Regions from separate parts of the Bombyx mori genome. Here region 2 is linked to region 1. Evidence: chromatin contacts called from public Hi-C data. All regions are on one chromosome and are shown on one strand. Each heading gives the region's core, a stretch centred on a gene start, on an enhancer-like site or on the middle of the called end of the contact. The rest is flanking DNA. Distances are from core to core; before and after follow the strand shown. Region 1 overlaps LOC101746286 (putative inorganic phosphate cotransporter). Region 2 holds the start of LOC101739820.

Region 1 (7,057 bases), core at 2,424-4,923:
TATAAACAAGAGATGTCTTTTTATTATATTAAACAACATATTTATTTTGTACAAAAATTAAAATGAAATTACATACAAAATTTAACCAACATAGTAACTACAATATATTAACTGTAAACTGTGATTCGTCAACAAAACTTAAATTCAAATAATATTGATTCTTAAGTTTAATACAGAAAAACAAAAAAGTTTAATATTTTTAACGTTGGGATGATTATTTTCAGATTTTTAAGAATTTTTATTCCTATCCTATGGTAGATTCAGTGACGCACTGATCTCGCTAGTGCCGGTGTTATCAAATTCTCTCAGGTTGAGCCCGTGAGCACACGTATCGGTCCGTGAGTAGTTGGAATAGACTCTTAGACTACCGAGGTTAGGCAGGGGAATAAAATAATAAAAAGATACATATATGGCGTAGTTTTTTTTCAAGTCAAGTTAAAAACGTACCATAGATAAAAACGAAAAAATTCACAATTAATTCTCGACTAACAAAACTATTGTAACACACACATACGAAAGGAATCATCATTCTGATAGTTCTTGAGTTTTTCATTAAATACAGCAAGCGATGTAACAGTTGCTAATATCACTTTTGTAAAATAATGTTGCCATGCTTATTTAGATAGTACCTAATGGTAGTTTTCCAATTACAGCACAAGAGCGCATTATGCGGCATAATGCTCAACGTTGAATGTTCCAACTACAGCAACGCTTCGCACAATCGAGCACACTCAAAAGTACTGCTCTCGCGTGATACTCGCGATCGATACCGACTCAGTGACAGAAAATTGACAAGTGTTTTTTCTTTAAGTTGGCATTGATCGAAATTTTGTTTATATTATCGTTAGTAATGTTATTTAATGTTGAAAAAAATTTTAAGGCTTTCGATTCGTCGTAGTTTCTTAGAAATAATCAATGTTATTTAAAACTGTGCTAACTTAGCGCACTCTGCTGATGCATTTGAAAACTAATTCACGTTCCAATTAAGCTTCAGCATAATTCGGCATTGTGCGTCACCGAGTCGCATTATGCTCTGTAATTGGAAAACTACCAATGTTTCAGTTTAGTCTGATTCAGTTTACTTGCGCAAAGCTAGTCACACAAAATATATTAATTTTTTTATTGTGATTATTTATATTGTGATACTTATTTTAAAGCTCCTGCGACTCATAGCGGTGTGGACCTAGCAAACAGCAGCTACCTATTGCTTTAGATTTTTTTTTTTTTGTTGACGGAAAATGAAAGTATGTACATACGTAGACAAAACGTATTCATTATTCTCAAAAATGAAATGCTTCGTTTGTGTTAAGATCATTATTCTATTTTTAAATTATTTTATATTATGTCTTTTACTTGTCCCGCGAATATACCTGATTAAATTTAAAAAAAAAAAATTGGCGCGTACCGTTCCAATGTGCACAACAATAAAAAAAATATATTTTAATTTGTAACAGCGTCACTAAACTAAACATGAATCGTATGAATACGTTATTTAAAAGATTGATTGTTACACAAAGTGAATGTACTTCATTAAATGAAATAACCAAACGAGGCTTGTGGAGAGTATTAAGCGGTAGGCAGCGGCTTGGCTCTGCCCTTGGCATTGCTGAAGTCCATGGGCGACGGTAACCACTCACCATCGGGTGGGCCGTATGCTCGTCTGCCTACTAAGGCAATAAAAAAAAAAAAATCCAAAACAAATTTCTTGATAAGACACGCGTACTTAAAACGCATATAAAACATCAAACAATTTAAAAACTGTTTATGTCTTTTAACAATGCTGCGTTAATAATAGCATTATAAAAATAACACTTGCGTACAGTTTAATATGCTTTAAAAATTGATAATGTATACTACTACGTACTTTCAACAAATAATTCCTCAAAGAGACATGTTCAAATGGCACAAGTGCACCTTGAAATATACGAGAATAATACTTAACAGTTAATTATTGTTCACAGCCGTTTTTATTTTCGATTGAATAAAAAAAAAACTTGAACGATATTTATTTTATAAAAATATTTCTCTTTAATAGATTTCAGATATTTTTTTAAATGATATCGCTTATTTTCCTATTTTACTTCATTGAAATCGATTTTCAAGTGGATTACATAATTGTCTCTAAATAAATGTATATAAATAAAATCTATTTTGATTAATTCGTTGATCTAGTGTGACCTTATTGACTATTGCATCCGGCTTTGATTCCCGGATTTGTGGATATTTCCTGTATCCAAAACAAAAAAGAACATATTTCGTGGCCTTGAATTAAATATGAAAAGTTGTTAATAACTATCTATTATAACAGAGTATGATTAAAATATTATGAATTACTTAAATTAATACTTAAATATTTTTACTATCACATAACACTGGCTGGTCATCTAGAATATGATCACCAATTCACAATAATATTTCTAACAACGTTTATGTAGGTACCTACTAGATGTATATTTATAAATAATAAAAGACCAAAAACTATTTACAAAAAAACGCACTTTAACTCTAATGTAGGTAGGTCTGCCTACATAAAGTTTAAGAAGCGAGTTCATTAGTAATATCAGTCCTAAATTAAACTAGGTAATCTGTGGCTTAGGAGTCTATACTTAAAAATATTAAAAAAACGCACGTCTGATTTTTCCATAAAGCGTTTACGTAAATCATTCTAAACAATGCGTGCGCCATTTTGTCCTGCACTCGAAATTAGAAATGGATCTAGTTGAATTCCACATGGAACCAACAACAACAGCCTCTATTCGTATAAACAAATAGTTTCCTAATTATAACTTTACTTCGGCAGTGACCGTTTGATTAGTATTTGCTTCGACTTCTTGCTGCTTCTTTGGATCTTGAGCAGTATTGTTCCACCACTGCTCATCGCCTGACGCCCAGGCAACGAATACTAGATTTGTTACAATGAATACGGCGAGAGCTATCCAAAACACCAATCGCCATTGCACTAAGGTACTCTGAAAAAGAAAGTATGTTTTTTCTTATAATTAATGCAACAACCTACTTATTTTAAACGTCCGTGGCTTAAAGAATATGACCATCGGTACATTCGTGTCGAGAGATCTGACTGTCTAATTCAAATTAAGCGAGCACGTAGATTCTTCCTTAGAATTAGTTATCACGTATTGACAAGTGACAATTACATGATGAATGAATTACATAATGTGATAAAAAAGAACTCAGCAATAAATGGTCGTCCGGAGTATTGTCAGTACGCAGGTACTTTCCACCATCCTGCCTATTTTTGCAGCGAAACCATCGCACGCTCGTTTGATTATTCATTAAAATTGACACGTAATGTTTTAGGGTCAATGGCGGCATTTATACAATAACTTAAAATCATAATAGTAGCGAGATGGGCAGATCAATCGTAATAAAATAAAAATGACAAATAAAAACTTCAAAGCCATTATTGAATATTTAAGAATGTACGTAATTTTATTTTCACGACCCCACATAATCACTAAGAATGAGAACTAAATCTCTGGTACGATATTTGGTACAAAATCAACCTAACCTGAATTCTCAGATTTTGATTTCAGTGAATTAAAAGTGTTACAGGTGTTAACATAACATTATTATTACCCACATGACCGACAAGTGACAACATAACCGAGTAACCTACAAAACTACAAGCCAAGTTGCGAATCACAGGCCATCAATCAACACAAAACATGTCACTTACATCAGGTGTCAGAAGGCCCACTAAATACGGCGCGATGATGCCTGTTATGGCCCCGATACCGTTCACGATCGCCATTATAGTGCCCGCGTAGTTGCAGCTCAGGTCTAGAGCATTTACTTTCATTCCTGGATAGAAGGCGCCCATCAGGCCCATAGAGGCAGTGAACAGAATCACTACCGCTTCTGTATTGCAGCCTGAATATGAAGCGAAAATCATGCATATCCCAGGACCAACGGAAGCTGCAAAAAAATATAATTTTTATTTGTTGTTCACTAATTACGATAACAACAGCAGCGATAGGCAGTGGATCGTCTTAACCCATAGCGTTAAAAAAAAAAAAAAAAAAAAAAAAAAAAAAAAGGCAGTGGATCGTGCCCTTGGCATTATTGAAGTCCATCAGCGACAACAACCACTCGACGTTAAAATCAAAGAATTACAAATTAAAAAAACACGCGTGACACTCGGGGACTGCCGCGGTAAAGCTATTGCATAGCATTTTTTATCAACTTATGCAAATATAATTAGACAATAATAATTTAATATTAAAACAATAATAAAATAAGACCACGCTATATTTATAAACATCAACAAAAGCAAAACATTAACTGTCCCCTTCATAAGATAGACCGCGCGAGAGCGAGATGAACAGACTTTTCATGATGCGCATGCACTGTGACGTCACGCCGCGTGCTTATTCACAAACACTATACAAGTGCAACGTGTGAATGTGTTGTACGCGAGCTACATGGTAGGCGGAGTGGGGGTGTTAGGTTTTATTTTCGTTACGGAATTTCTTGATTCGGTTGCCGCGCTCGAAGACCGCGATAAAAGCTATGCAATAGCTTAGAAATATCTCAATCTGCCCAGTATGTCAGGAACATCACGATCCTGCTCGAATAGAATTTAATAGTTAATCCAAGTTAGTTAAATGGACCAATTAAGTCAATCGAGTGGACAACATTCAATTTGTCTTGGAACTCCCGTCCGTGCTACTAACTATAGGTATTTGTTAAGCTAGGTGTTATTTAAGTGTATCTCTATAAAATCCTCACCGATAGTGGTGAACGTCTTTCTAGCGTTAGTAACAGTCAACCAGTTCCTTTTCACCATTTTGTCACAGATCCAACCGAATACGATAGAACTTATCCACATTACAGCGTAAGGCAAGGCTGCCAATGTACCCGTGCGATGGATGTCGAATTTCAAAACACCTGTCATGTATTTAGGCAGGTCTGTTACCATTGTAAAATATCCATAATCGTGTCCAATCTGTGAATAAAAACGAATGAGTCCATAGATGAGCGATGAGAAATGAGTCAAGAGATAATACTGTTGTTCAAATAATTTTGGTATCTAAATGAGCCATCCTTAATGATTTAGTCAATAACTCTGAAATCATCAGATAAACGTATTTATTTTAATACCCTAGTATTATGCTAGGAATGTATTATTTTGTGAGTACTCAACTCAACAGATTTACTGAGCGGTTTACCTAAATTTTTATTTGAAGCCAAACATTTAATTCGGTAGTAGTAGTAATAGCTGTAGCTTTTTGAAAAACAGCCACCCTTGCGTGCAATTTCCTGTGGCCATTCTTAGCCAAATTAAACTGTAGCAAGGATCCATTTTATTCTGAGCCTACCTGGTGCGATCACAGTAAGATAAGAAGAAGAGTAAGATTGCCATACCGAAATATATTTTGAACACAAAAAAAGTAGAAATCGTATAGAAAATACCTGCGCACAAACTAACGCCCACAGCGGTACGGACATAAAGATCGGTTTCCAGGGAATGGCTGATGGTTGACTGGAATGATGCCTACCGAGAGCCTCTTCTAAATATTTTTTTTCTTTGTCCGAGATAAACGGATGCGATTCTGGATCGTTGTAACATAACAATGCCTGAAAAGAAAAGATGCTTTATAAAATTATTTACCAACTAATCTTCAAGGAGGTATCTATTAATCTCTATTAACTATCGGTCAGGTACCATTACAATTTCGAAAAACAAAGATTTCCTATAAAACAATTATTTCAGTGCGACTCACCCATAAAATAAACCACAAGATTCCAATGGCCCCGAAAAGGTAAAACACACATTCCCACTCTCCGGTTTCCTTGATCACCAACCCAGAAAGATATGTGCCGGCAATGTTTCCAATTTGCGAACCACCAAACACGAGAGAGCCCATACGACCTCGTTCAGATACGGGAGCCCATCTGGCTAACATCGCGTTTAAGGCTGGGAAGGTCGTGCCCTAGAAAATAAATATCCATATAGAAGTTGTGTTTCACGATGATTATATAGTCGAAGTTTGTTTTTCCATTTCATTAAAACTTACTTCTCCAAGACCTTCCAGTACTCTTAAGATAATTAGTCCAGTAGCACCACCGGCACTGACTGCCCAGGGAGTGAACAAAGTGAACACAGCAGTACTAAGCACACCAAATCCTAGAGAGTATTTTCCGCCGAATCTTTCTGCTAGCATGCCTCCAGGCAGATGAGTAACTATGTACCCGTAATAAAACGAGCTTAAAATTATGCCTTGTGTCTCCTCGTCCCAGTCGAAGCCCGTAACTTCCTAAAATATTTTAACATAAATAAATTTGGTATACTTGGCTGCGTCAGCGTCATCAAACTGTTCGGCGTTTCGCGTTTGCAAAAATACCAATAACTCTAGAAACGAAAACATTATTTAAAAAATCCCGTAATTTTAATTAAATTAAATTTTTTATTCGTATTCTTTAATTAATAAATTATTTAACATCTTTAAAATGCACTGTATTTTATATGTGGTACGGAATATTGTAAGCCTGCATGGACTGTTACTACATTCCTCTCTATTTCTGATAACCGTTCTACAATACAATTGAGACTAGGACTTTGTTTTTTGTGGGTACCGATAACCACTTTTCAACATAGACCGTCGTATCCCACTTCGACAAAGCGGCACGACACGAGAACCCTCTCATCGAGGCCGCCGGTAACCGATTAAGGTTAAGGTTACGCTGAAATAGCCTCTCAAGGCCATCAGCTTAGGTAGGAAAAAAAATGGACCGTGAGCTTGTCCACCCCTCTAGAAGAAAATTAAAATTCGGCTTACTTAAACGAAGTGCTAATTGTAAGGTAACTTACCGCGGCTTCAGAAGCCATGTCATGAGCTTCACCCGGACAGGACCCTTCTTCGTATTCTCTGGACTCTGCGTGCCTCCTCACCATTTGCGTTATGGCGATGTTCAGACACACTCGCATCGTGTACGCGTTGGCTACCGCCAGGAAACCCATTATTGCCATCACCCATCTTTGTGGTATGAAGAATACTGGAATAGAATAACCGATAAGATAACTGATTCGGTCATT
Region 2 (7,057 bases), core at 3,264-5,763, 43 kb after region 1:
TCATTGGAATCCTTCGTGATCACGCGTTATTATAAATTCTATTTATTACAATAAAAGTACCCGCGACATAAACAATACACAGCTAACATAAATAAATATGATTATAAATCATTTTTTTATTTTCTTCTCAATACACTCGATTTGGTCTTTGTTAGTAAATAGAGTTTATATATCGCATGTAAATCGCATCAAATACCTAAATTTTTTAAATTAAAATGTAGATTTGATTTCAGGTTCCGAATTAATTCATACACCTTCTCAAATAACATTAACATTTAATCTAATTTATGGATATTATTGTAGGTATAAAATAATTGTTTATGAAAACGTATTGAGTCTCCTTCTTTGAATGTTTTCTATATTCTGACAAAAATCAGCGAATGTTGCCATGAACCATTTAAATACATAGAAAAAGAATAGAGAGTCTCTCTTAAACTACATCTTTTTGGGTTGACTAAATCGAAATTTAAAAAAAGCCATTTAAAATTACTTAATTTGAAAAAAGATTCCAAAGTTTATCCAATAGTACTCAACCAATAAAATTATAGTCTTTATCTAATGATAAATTACGATTCTTAAAACTGGACCTTAACATGTAATGGAAGATTTCGCGCGGCACACTTGTCTCGTGTGGACATTTTATTTCCATAAATGATCGCAACATGTGCTGCACCTTGTTAATTATTTACATAAAAAGCAGTAGCTTTGATTTAAGGCACGCGTTTAGTGTAAATGATAAGTTTGGGTACATTTCGTAAAGACAGTCTTTGTAAATTAAGAAACAGCACTATGTGTTTTAAATAAGTTGTTGATCGAATAAACATCCACAACGAAGTATGGAAATGATTAACTAATGTTTTACCCATTATCATACGTTTTGAAACTAAGGTAATCAATCAAAGCATCTGATAATATTTACTATGATGCTACTCGATTGTAAAGAGCCGCACAAATGTCTATGATTATAGTATAGTTATAAATTATTTTATACCAGGTATGTACCTGTTATTTAAAAGCTCCGATCTAACGAACAATAAAAATAATACACAGATCAATAATAAAAGGCTCAGAATACGAATATAGTTCTATATTTACCACCTTCTTTCCAAATTTAGCTTCGGGAACTGTTGCTAAGCAAGGTGGATTTATATATTACTAGGTGACCCGGCAAACGTTGATTTGCCATATAATTTATTTATAGGAAAGATAAATAATTTAAATACCGTCTGCAGCGCCATCTGCCGGGCTGATTCGTGAATCTAAACCATCCAGGGCGCCACCCAAACGCATACCAAAAAAATCGTTCAAATCAGTCCAGCCGTTTAGGAGGAAATCAGTGACAAAAACACGCACAGAAGAAATATACATATATATATATATATATATATATATAAAGATAAATGAACACTATGTACCTTTTTCGATATTTCTGGCCCCCAATAAAGGCGTCCGTTCCGTTGTCGAACCACTTTTTCCAAAAGACGGCGGATCTAAACTATTTCTGGACGCAAACAGTTTTACGATACCAGCAGCATTTATCATATTAGATCACAATTATTCCAATACAACACATTAAATTAGAATTTCAACTTTTTAATGCACTCAGAACCGATTTTGTTCACATAAGTAGAAGCGTGTGAACACTTTACAAAGATTGGTACCGAACTGATATTGAGTTCAGGAACTGCTTGACAATTTGTGCTTAATCTAATTGAGTGATAACAGTACATTATGGACTGTAGAGTCCATATTACCGGCAGATCAAAGCCCATTTATATTTATTGTTTTAAGATAATTGAGTAATTTCGTTGATTGATAATTACAACAAACAAGAGAAGTGTTTCAAGATTTTAATTGTAGGTAGGTACACTTTTATGTATGTATACAATGTTACAACACGCAAACATTTTGCATTGAAATAAAGGATATAATTCATTGTCTCGGGAAAATAAGGCATAATAGCGAAGCTAAGCTGATTTGACGTTCATCTTGATTAAAAGCAGCATGAGAAGAAAATTTGTTAAAAATAGTTCTCAAGCGTCACAATTTACCATTACTATCTCTCTGCCAAACACTTCCTGTCCCCGACATTAAATCCCTAATTTTATTGGCAGTAAGTAGGGCATATTATAAGCTAAAATGAATGGCCGTCTAAAATCTGCCTATCTTTGCCGTAAAGCATTAATACGTTTTGGTCTAAGCTGTAGGATAGCCGTATTATAATACAAATTAGAAATGAGATTTCTACTTCTTATTTTAAGGCGGGCTGTAAGATTCACTTTATAATATACCTATAGACTCCAGTAATCACACAATATCGAATGAAATAAAATAAAGACAGAAAGTAAAAGTAAATTTCCGTTGTGACGACTGTTTGCTGGAAAAACACTGACCATCGATCGTTCGTAAACAAGCAGTGAGGATACACCGGATAACGTTATTGGATTATTAATTCAATAACGCATCTACGCTACTTACCTGTGTGAATAAACACTTCCAAAGACTCCATTAAAAGGTCAGAGAGTTGTTAATGATTATTATACACACATTACTTGATTTTGAAATGCAATCTAAAATGTTAAGTTTATTGAACAGTACTTTGAGTGACTGAACCTCAACCCAGCGTTAGGATTCCGATATTTAAAGGAAATATAGCCGAAGCTCTCTAGTAGTATTTTAAGGATGTTTTTTTTTAATTCGTTACTAATAATATGAATGGAGAATCTATTTTAAAAAAAAAATATCGCGTGTTCCGTTATTTTCACTTTATTGTATTTTGGTAATAAGGTGACCCTGTATGGAACTTAGATACATACGTACGGTCAGTGCAGTATTCGCTCACGAGGCCCGTATCCACATAAACACCCTCCAAACACCGCTTTTGCAGGATAGCCATTGGAGCATATTGGCATATGAGGAATATAGATCTTCATGACGTATTAGAGCCAGAAACAATCAGTAAGTATCTGAAGACAGTATCAGACCGCTTCTTTTTTTTCCTGCCTAAGTTGATGATAGCCTTGAGAGGCTATGTCAGCGTAACCGGCCGAGTAGGTGAGCTCACGGTGCCCAAACCGGGAGTGTTGCTAACACTGGCCCTAGCAAGAGCAGTGCTTCGCAGAATCTACCACAGGATCGGAAACGCAACCCACTAAGAAGATTCGGCGAAAAACACAGGGGGCTAACGCTTCTTTAAGAAAATAGGACAGCACGAAAAACCCTTTATCGTAGCCGCCACAAGTTCCCAGACAAAGGGGGGCAACAAACAGCCGCCGTCATCCTAGACATGACTTTTCGGAGTCTCGGCATCTACTTACGTTGCTTTTAGGTATTCCAGACAACGGCCACCGTTCTCGTCGTACTCGTCAAATGCGACCAAGAGTTCGACGTACAACTTAACCCATAGACTGTTAATGTTAGGAAGCTCTTCTTTTTTCCTCTACCTAATTACCAGTAGCCTCAAAAGGCTATTATTATCCAGACTGGTAGGCTAGCTCACGGGGCTCAGTTTGAGACACTGTGATAAGATCTGCCCTAGCAGGAGTAGTTTTTCCCGGTATCTACCACTGGATAATTTCCTTTCAAATAAAACTACAAAATAAACGTCCTATATAACCTCAGAATGACGACAGGAGCCTAAGTTTTAGTAAGAGAATAAAATATTTTAGCAATAAAAACCCTAGGAGCACTTGGTAGTAATGCCTAATGTAATAACAATGCACACAAGGAGTCAATTTGAGTAAAATGACACGGTTTGTCTCGATTTAACATTAAATATGAATGAGCGCATTGCTACTACCTTTATAAAATTCAAAAGAAAATCATTTATCTATTTGCTTCAATTTGATAGAATATCTATAAAGCAGTAACTTTGCTTCATTTCCTATTTCACTGTAGGTTTGTCATTTTAGGTATCTAATACGCCTTAGCGACATTAGTAGACATGAAATTGTTTTTGTGGATACTCTTATGTTTTTCTATTAATTTTGCCGAAATAATTTATCCAGCTGAGCTTTTAATGCTTTCTGACGTTATCCATAACGTAAAAAAAACAAATGTACTAAGTTCAATACTGTGTTGGCAACTGAGTAAGATGTACACCTTTTGACATTGTTTTTAAATGTGATTAAAAACGATATATTAATTAAATTGCTATTATACTCTGTAATTATTTATAAAGATTTAAATGAAATAGCGTAAAGAGAGGTTCTGGGTGAAGCTTTTGACACATTAGTTTAATGTTTGCAGGTACACAAATTAAGCTGTACTCAATGCTACAGAGAAATAGTAGTGAAGGTATTTTTATACAATCAATGGATGATATAATGGATTATGATAAGTTAAAATTTGAGCATCAAGAACATCAGATTTTATTATTGGTGGATTTGAGATGCCTGAATCAGAGTAAGAATATGGCAAAGGTACTTAATAAGTAATACAAAATAAATATTGGAATTCATTTATTATAACACTGTTTAAATCATTACGATTTCTACAGATAACTGATTATCTACAATCCGGTGCACCGTTTCGATGGATCTTTATTAGTAACACTGAAATCGAAAACCTCATTCCACCAGAAAACACAATAATGAGAATGAACATTTTACCGAATACCGAAGCTTTATTTATTCAAAGAACAGATAATAGATGCTACGAAATCAGTATGGGTATTGAAACAAAAAAATTAAAATAATATGTATTCAGAACTTTTAATCTAGTAACTAAAGTTATCTTTTTTATGACTTCAGTTTACAAAATCGGAACCGAGACTGCATGGAAAACAGAAAAGTACGCTTATTGGAATATGAGTGGAGGTTTTCAGAAAAATACCAACATTAATGAAGTTATAGCTGTAAGGAGACGTGATTTGGAAGGATACGAGATAAAAATTTGTTACGTTTTGACGGACAACGATAGTATTCATCATTTGAGTGATGAAGTGTATGTAAGACGATAATTTAATAGACTTTAAACTAGGATATTGTGTTAATATAGTTGCTTGCCTTGCCATATACGAATTTAACTGCCGTAGATTCATTTTGAAAGAATTTACGTGCCACATAATTTGAACTTCTTTGAATTACTCTAAAAATATAAACTTAAAAAAAACTTTAACGGACTAAATCGCTGATAAAAGTTTTCTTAATTTTATTTTTTTTTCTTATTTTCTTCTTTGGTTTTCTTAATTTTATTTCTTACAAAAGCCTACGATTTTAATTTAAGGAATGATCATATTGATACGATAACTAAGGTCAATTTCCCAAGCACCAACCATCTGTTAGACTTTCTGAATGCTGAACGAAAATATGTTTTTGTTAATACGTGGGGCTATCGAATTAACGGCACTTGGAATGGACTAACTGGATTTTTGGTAAACGGCGATGTTGAAATTGGAGGTATGAAAATTAAAATAGAAAATAAAACAGTTTTCTATTCCCCTTAAACAATTTTTTTTATTGCTTAGATAGGTGGACGAGCTCACAGCCCACCTGGTGTTAAGTGGTTACTGGAGCCCATAGACATCTACAACGTAAATGCGCCACCCATCTTGAGATATAAGTTCTAAGGTCTCAGTATAGTTACAACGGCTACCCCACCCTTCAAACCGAAACGCATAACTGCTTCACGGCAGAAATAGGCAGGGTGGTGGTACCTACCCGTGCGGACTCACAAGAGGTCCTACCACCAGTAAACTGTATTGACTTAATTGACTTAATAAACACAGATCCTTCCACAAAATAATACATGGAATAAAAGTATCATTATATATCCATTCCATATAGCATTACAAATTAAACTGTGAAAATTTTAAAAAACTATGAATAGTATTTTGATTTCAGGGTCACCGATGTTTTTCACTGCAGAACGTACAGCGGTCGTAGATTTCATTTCGAGCCCTACACCAACTCGCTCGAAATTTGTATTTCAACAACCAAAGTTGTCGTATGAAAATAATTTATTTTTACTTTCATTTCGTACAGCCGTCTGGTATAGCACTCTAGCGTTAATCTCCTTAATATTCACAATGTTGCTGGCCGTTACAGCTTGGGAATGGAAGAAGATGTCCCAAATCAAAACGGTAAATTACATATTACTTTATTTTTGGGTTTTACCAAAACAAATTTTTAATGACATCTTTTCTTCAGAGAGACATCGATGCTGGCGTACTTAGGCCGAGCGTTACAGATGTTACCATGCTAGTTTTTGGTGCTACTTGCCAACAAGGAAGTACCGTTGAATTAAAAGGTAATCATAAAACAAAAGAAAAACACTGATAACGCACACTAATCAAATTTTTAATATCTAGTCCACTTACATAATTTTGAAAAGAAATGGAACCGAATGTTTGTAATCTTGGAAATTTTCTTCTGACCTTTTTTCTCTTTACTTTTTATAGGTTCGCTCGGTCGTGTCGTAATGTTAATTCTTTTCCTGACCCTTATGTTCCTGTACACTTCATATTCAGCAAATATCGTTGCTTTACTTCAGTCCAGTTCATCCCAAATTAAAACACTGGAAGACCTTTTGCATTCCCGATTGAAATTCGGTGTACACGACACAGTTTTCAATAGATATTACTTTTCAGTAAGTAGTTTTTATTGTAATTTTTGTTCTTTTACTGACCATTGAAATGTTCGATTAAATACATTTAAAAAAATAATCAATTGGTACTCCCTAATTAGAATATGAATACTATTCTTGTAGACTGCAGATGAACCTGTTAGGAAAGCAATATATGAAAAGAAAATTGCACCCCCAGGTGTTGCACCTCAGTTTATGTCTATGGAAGAAGGTGTTAAGAAGATGCGTAAGGTAAAATAAATCTGCTTCCTATGTAGCTATTAGTAATAAGTCAGTTATTAAAATGTTAGAAATATGCCATGGACTTAAACGGCGATTTGAAAGAAATGGAAAACCCGTCCATTTCAAAGATCTGTTCCCAATGTATAGTGTATTTTCCGAAACAGTAAAAAAATCCTAAATGTGTCATCATCACTAACTGAATTGAGTCTGTAAAACACTAGATAGCCAAAATAAAACACAGTACATCACA

What was found. Hi-C and Micro-C count contacts between places; a contact is called where the count stands out from the background.
Region 2: a contact with region 1 is called in a Hi-C map of whole pupa, with 2.2 times the contacts expected there. The contact joins the promoter of LOC101739820 here to the enhancer-like site in region 1. A contact is called at or near these places in 3 of 7 Hi-C or Micro-C datasets (midgut and whole pupa).

What each region holds. Positions count from the first base shown.
Region 1 is chr17:6,681,603-6,688,659 of ASM3026992v2, forward strand. It overlaps LOC101746286 (putative inorganic phosphate cotransporter), which reads right to left. Exons shown (of 8, transcript XM_004925812.5): 2 at 6,833-7,017; 3 at 6,039-6,278; 4 at 5,745-5,954; 5 at 5,434-5,598; 6 at 4,750-4,966; 7 at 3,698-3,936; 8 at 3-2,969. The coding sequence ends at 2,781. LOC101746141 (RAD50-interacting protein 1) reads left to right here. Exons shown (of 14, transcript XM_004925811.5): 14 at 1-9. Among protein-coding and RNA genes, the nearest start is that of Mir2775a, 4.1 kb to the left of the region's middle. Within about 2 kb of position 3,674, at least 3 of the 8 cell types and tissues checked have open chromatin away from gene starts, as enhancers often do.
Region 2 is chr17:6,723,351-6,730,407 of ASM3026992v2, forward strand. It overlaps LOC101739820, which reads left to right and starts at 4,514. Exons shown (of 16, transcript XM_062673341.1): 1 at 4,514-4,670; 2 at 4,752-4,944; 3 at 5,227-5,399; 4 at 5,844-6,082; 5 at 6,150-6,249; 6 at 6,401-6,588; 7 at 6,709-6,816. The coding sequence starts at 4,592.